Linked DNA regions of Sus scrofa: region 2 is linked to region 1. The links are chromatin contacts, called in public Hi-C maps. All regions are on one chromosome and are shown on one strand. Each heading gives the region's core, a stretch centred on a gene start, on an enhancer-like site or on the middle of the called end of the contact. The rest is flanking DNA. Distances are from core to core; before and after follow the strand shown.

Region 1 (2,933 bases), core at 318-2,817:
CCACTTTGAAGTTGAAGAAACTGAGATTCAGAGAGGTTAAGAAATTTGCCCCAGTGAACAGTAGAGCTGGGAATGGCCCTTAACATGAGTAACTTAGTCTCATGGTTGACTCCCCAACCCTGAGAAAGTCTATTACGGCCCTGGATCTTTTTACTTTTTGTTTTTCTTTTTTTTTTTTCTTTTTAGTGCTGCACTTGCGGCGTATGTTCGAAGTTCCCAGGCTGGGGGTTGAATTGGAGCTGTAGCTGCTGGCCTACGCCACAGCCACAGCAATGCAGGATCCAAGCAGCGTCTGCGACCTACACAACAACACTGGACTTTAACCCACTGAGCAAGGCCAGGGATCAAACCCACATCTTCATGGATACTAGTCAGGTTCTTAATCCGATGAGCCACAAGGAAAATCCAGGGCCCTGGATATTTTTAAAGGATGATTTTGCCTCCTAGGTGGTATCCAAGGATGGTAGAAATCTGAGGCCACCTCATGAAGCAGCTAGGACCCTGCTACCCGGCAAATAAACTGAGCAGCCAAAGCAGTAAGAGTTAGTTCACTGGGAAAGAGCTGAGTCCTTTGACTAATCGGTCGCTGCCTCAACCCTTGCCTGTCTGTAAAATACAAACAAACAACACAACATTGAAAATAATGCCCCCACCTCTACCCTCACCATTTAGCCAGTTCTACAATCCACTTCTACAACTTGAAGGGGTGGGATTGGGTGACAGAGGAAGGCTTGCTTTAACAATGACTTTGTTTTCTGACTGGATTATAAACGCATAAACCCAGATTCTGCCATGTTCTAGCTGAGTGGCCTTTGGCAAAATGGTTCACCTCTCTGGGGCTCATTTTTCTCTACTGGAACCTGAGGGACACCGTCAATGACGGAGCCTCCCTCTTCAGGGTTGTGTGAGGAGGGACCAAGACAGTGAATACAACCACATTTTGAAAGCGAAAGAGCAATCAAGTAGAGCAGGTAATGGTTATTTCTACGCCTTTGGGTAGACAAGCTAGAGAATAAGTAATTGCTAAAGGAACAGAAGCACCAAAAAATGACAACAGAAGCAAGAAGAAACACAAAATACCATCCTTTATGAATCTTTTTTTCAGACTAGCAAAACAAAATGGTTTTTCAATAACCTCCCCCCAAGCCCACCCCAGCAGAAGGAATGGGGCCACCAGACTGTGTCTGGAGGCTTGACGTATAAGCAGGGAACAAGAGCTGCCCTCATTTTTCACGCTGAATTCCTTTCCCCAGCCGGCCCAAATCTGGGCAGTGAAAGTTGGGACAAGCATGATTGGACTTGCCAAGGGTGGCGGCCTGAAAACATGAAAATGGTTTTGCAAATAACTTAATGCAAGGCTCTTAACCTGCTTTGGAGCATCTCTTAGTTCTTAGTGGTGACTAAGCCCCACCCTCTGAGAAGTGACAGAAGGGTGCGAGACAGGCAGCCCTAACCCGAATTTCCAGCTGCTCGTTAAGACCCATTAGCCCTTCTGTGCCACCTGATCCTCTGGGCTGATAAACCAGAAATTATAGGAAAGAAGGCTCTGAGAAGCCTGCCTCCACCCTGGCCAGAGCTGGGTGGCATCTCAGAGCCAAAGGGAACACTGTGCCAGCCTGTGGGAGGAAGCAAGGAGGGCAGCCTGTAGAAAGTGGAGGATCGGTGCAGGGGGACTGGGTATATTTGTACATTTCTACAACAGAAAGTTATACCAGCAAGGGACGAAGTATTCTTTAAGTCAGCACGTCCTCCTTTCCTGAGCCGGTTATTTGGTCACTTGGTTTAGAAACCTAATCCCAGTGACAAGAGCTAAGAACCCAATGGCCACCTCTAAACAGGAATATCTTTTCACCACAACAACATGATCGTCACCACCATCAAAAAAATATGAATATGGGAGTTCCTGTCATGGCACCGTAGTTAACGAATCCGACTAGGAACCATGGGGTTGCGGGTTCGATCCCTGGCCTTGCTCAGTGGGTTAAGGATCCGGCATTGCTGTGAGCTGTGGTGTAGGTTGCAGACGCAGCTCGGATCCTGCGTTGCTGTGGCTCTGGTGTAGGCTGGCAGCTACAGCTCCGATTAGACCCCTAGCCTGGGAACCCACATATGGAGCAGCCCAAGAAATGGCAAAAATACAAAAAAAAAAAAAAATACAGATTCAACTAATAGCTTGAACTACTCTTTATTCACTATGTTCTTTCTTTTTTTCTTTCTTTCTTCCTTCCTTCCTTCATTTCTTTTGGTCTTGTTTTACCTTTTTTAGGGCCGCACCCAAGGCACATGGAGGTTCCCAGGCTAGGGGTCTAATCGGGAGCTGTAGCTGTCGACATATACCACAGCCACAGCAACACCAGATCTGAGCCACGCCTACGACCTACACCACAGCTCACGGCAACCCTGGACCCTTAACCCACTGAGCGAGGCCAGGGATCGAACACATAACCTCACGGATCCTAGTCAGATTCATTTCTGCTGCACCATGACGGGCACTTCCGAATGACTTTTTAAAATGACAAAAATAAGAATGACTTAAAAAATATCTTTAACATTTTGTGACTTTTTTTTTTCCTTTTTTTGGTCTTTTGTCTTCTTAGGGCCACACCTGCAGCATATGGAGGTTCCCACGATAGGGGTCCAATCAGAGCTGTAGCTACCAGCCTACACCACAGCACAGCCACGCGGATCCAAGCCACATCTGCGACTGAAACCATAGCTCACAGCAACACCAGATTCTTTAACCAACTGAGCGAGGCCAGAGATTGAACCTGAGTCCTTGTGGATGCTAGTTGGGTTCGTTAACCACTGAGCCACGAAGGGAACTCCAACATATTGTGACTCTTGTGTGTTGTTATTCATCCTACAACTGCCCCCTTTTCTTGGGTATTCAGCAGAAATGGTAGCTTTAATCACCCTGGAAGAGGTGACTGAAG
Region 2 (2,888 bases), core at 298-2,797, 78 kb after region 1:
TGCTCATGTATCACCTGATATCATCTCACATCCCACCACAGGCCTGAAGCCCATACGCTAGGAAGCAACGACTTGGTCAGAACAGACAGGACCAGCTTCATCTCCCATCTCTGCCACGCTCTAGCTCAGCTTGCTCCCCTGCAAGAGGCACAAGTATAACCACTCCAGGACAGCGGCAGGGTTCAATGAGACAGCACACGCGATGGCCCTGGGTTCTCTAGGCTCTGCTGCTTACCACCTGGGCATGACCACGGGTGACTCACCCGCCTCCCTGGCCTCAGTTTCCTCACCTCCAAAAAGGAATTGATAAAACCTGCCTTGGGGGCTGTAAAGCACCTTTATTCAACAATAGTACCTACCATGTTCCAGGTACTAAACCATGGCTTGGGGATGAAACAGTGGAGAAGCAACAAAAATCTCTGCCCACATGGAGCTTATATTTAAACAAGGGGGCAGGGAAGATAATGACTAAACCGGACAAACACAAAATATGTAGTGTAGTATGGTGAGAAACAATAAATGCTAGAGAATGCTTATGGAAAAATGAGGGGTGGAGGCGGGGTTGCTATTTTAAAGGTGGGCTAATCCAGGGACAGAATCTCTGACAAGTGGACACCTGGGTGATGTCTGAAGGAGGTGAGGAGCCATAAGGTATCTGGGGCAACTGCAGGCCAGGCGGAGGGCATGGCCAGTGCAAAGGCCCCGCCGAGATGGGAGCCAGCCTGGACTACGCTGACAGAAGCAGGAGGCTGATGCAGCCAAAATAAAGGCGGGACTGAGGGAAGAGCAGCAGGTGGTGAAGTCCCAGGGGCAACCGGATCAGAGCCTTGTGGGACGTGTTAAAACTTCCGTTTTGATTTGGAGGGAAACTTGAGCCTACTGCCTGCACACAGCAAGTGCATAATTCACAGACGCTCTAAAGGCAGTCATTCCTGTAATTACTTAGCATTACTTCTGAGGTCTCCCCAGAAGCCCTTGGTTGTCAGGTTCCAGGGGGGCAAGAGGCCTGCCCTCCCCTGCCTCAGCGGCCAGCCTTGGTTTACTGGAAGCCAGTGCGGACACGGCACTGCCTAAGCATTCCTGACCCACCCAGCCCTGCTCAGATTCCTCCCTGCCCGTCGCACCCCTGCCACTTGCTGGGCAGTGGGCACAGGAATGCTGAGGCAGCTGAGGGCTGGGCCCACCCCTAGCGAGGAGAAGGTCAAATAACAAGAAGCAGTAACAGAAATAACAGCAGTGACCACTTCTAGCATCCTAATGGCCCACTGGGCAGAGCGCTGAGTGCTATTCATCACGGCGGCCTCCTTGCCACCTCTCCTTTGAGAGGTGAGGCTGGTGAGTCACGCCCACCTCTGTCACCTCTGGGGGCTGCACTCTTCACCAGGGCTCTTCTCCCCTGGACTTGGGGCTCCTGACAGGCTCCCCGACTCAGTCCAGAGGCCCTGAGAAAGAAGAATCTTGCGGCTCCTGCCTGCCAGCTCTGCAGCGGCCCGCAGGCCTGGACAGGTCCTGGGCGGCTGAGGATGGAGCAGGAGAGGGATCGGGTTTCGCCAGCTCCAGGATGAGGCAAGGTTGCTGAGTCAGGTCTTTTCCCAGGGCTTCTGGGACCAGGCCTTGCCCTGAGCTCAGCCTCCAGACTGGGTGAGGAGGTGGCAGCCCAGGCCAGGGCACCTGGTACCTGGGCCATACCTGTCTGACCTCACCTCCCATGGCACCCTCGCTCCGTCCCTCTGCTTCAGCTGCTCTGGCCTCCCTGCTGAACTCTGCTCAAGTCCACCCAGCACACTCCTGGCTCAGGGCCTTTGCTCTTATAACTTTTACTAGACATTTCTGCATACTTGCTCCCCAGTATCCTCCAGTCTGCTCAAATGCCCCCTTCTCAGTGAGGACTTTCCTGACCACTAGAACTGAACCGAACCCCCCCCAGCCCCTTCCTTCCTACACGCCGTCCCCTTTCACTGCACCGTCTGTTTCGCTGGTTTGTCTTGTTTATGGCATCCTGTCTCCCACTGACCGTCAGCAGGATCGCCCTTATACTGGGCAGGAAGGGCTCTGCCTTGTGCTACAAAGGCCCTGCTCTGGCCGTCCTGCCCCTCCACTGAGCTAAGGAGTTGTGACCGTAGAACCTGTGCCCCGGCCCTGCCCTCTAGACCATTCCCTGCATGAATGGTCCCAACTCTCCCAGGTCTGTCCCGGGCAGCCAGCACAGCCAGGCGTGCACTCCTAGGCGCAAGGAGTGGTCAGTGGATGGCTGTGTGTGGAGCTCCAGTTTGGATGGATGGGCTGGGGAGTTACCCACACACACACAAACACACACACACATGCAGGCACAAGGACTCTCATGGTGTAGGATGAAGCCTGGGGTGGGTAGAGTAGCAGACTGACCACCACTCCTGGTTGGGGGCTAACTCTGCCAGTGCAGCCACACTCTGCCCAGTATTCTGGGTGTCTGGGAATCCAGATTAAAACTGGCCTTCCTGATGGCTGTGAAGACATGCTCTTCTATTGCACGAAGGTGGCATAGCTTTTATTTAAGTTTATGACCTTAGGAGTTCCCGTCGTGGCTCAGTGGTTAACGAATCCAACTAGGAACCATGAGGTTGTGGGTTCGATCCCTGGCCTTGCTCAGTGGGTTAAGGATCCGGCATTGCCGTGAGCTGTGGTGTAGGTTGCAGACGCGGTTCAGATCCTGCGTTGCTGTGGCTCTGGCATAGGCCGGCGGCTACAGCTGCAATTAGCCCCCTAGCCTGGGAACCTCCATATGCCGCGGGAGTGGCCCAAAAATGGCAAAAAGACAAAAAAAAAAAAAAAAAAAAAAAAGAAAAAGTTTACGACCTTGACTCATATGGTATGTGGTCCCTACAAATATTTTTTCCTGGAGCCACCCA

The links. A called contact is a pair of places that touch in the nucleus more often than the background predicts.
Region 2: a Hi-C map of fetal skeletal muscle shows a contact between it and region 1, with 2.1 times the contacts expected there. The contact joins two enhancer-like sites. A contact is called at or near these places in 2 of 5 promoter capture datasets (fetal liver and liver), 23 of 47 Hi-C or Micro-C datasets (adipocytes, blood, brain and 13 more) and 1 of 2 datasets of contacts at active chromatin or transcription factors (skeletal muscle).

The regions. Positions count from the first base shown.
Region 1 is chr6:18,105,619-18,108,551 of Sscrofa11.1, forward strand. The region is part of intron 2 of CDH1 (cadherin 1); the gene reads right to left. Among named protein-coding and RNA genes, the nearest start is that of TANGO6, 36 kb to the left of the region's middle. Within about 2 kb of position 1,568, at least 9 of the 83 cell types and tissues checked have an H3K27ac peak or open chromatin away from gene starts, as enhancers often do. A contact at or near this core is called in fetal skeletal muscle and omental adipose tissue, where this site is marked.
Region 2 is chr6:18,183,289-18,186,176 of Sscrofa11.1, forward strand. No RefSeq gene overlaps it. Among named protein-coding and RNA genes, the nearest start is that of CDH1, 29 kb to the left of the region's middle. Within about 2 kb of position 1,548, at least 16 of the 83 cell types and tissues checked have an H3K27ac peak or open chromatin away from gene starts, as enhancers often do. A contact at or near this core is called in fetal skeletal muscle and omental adipose tissue, where this site is marked.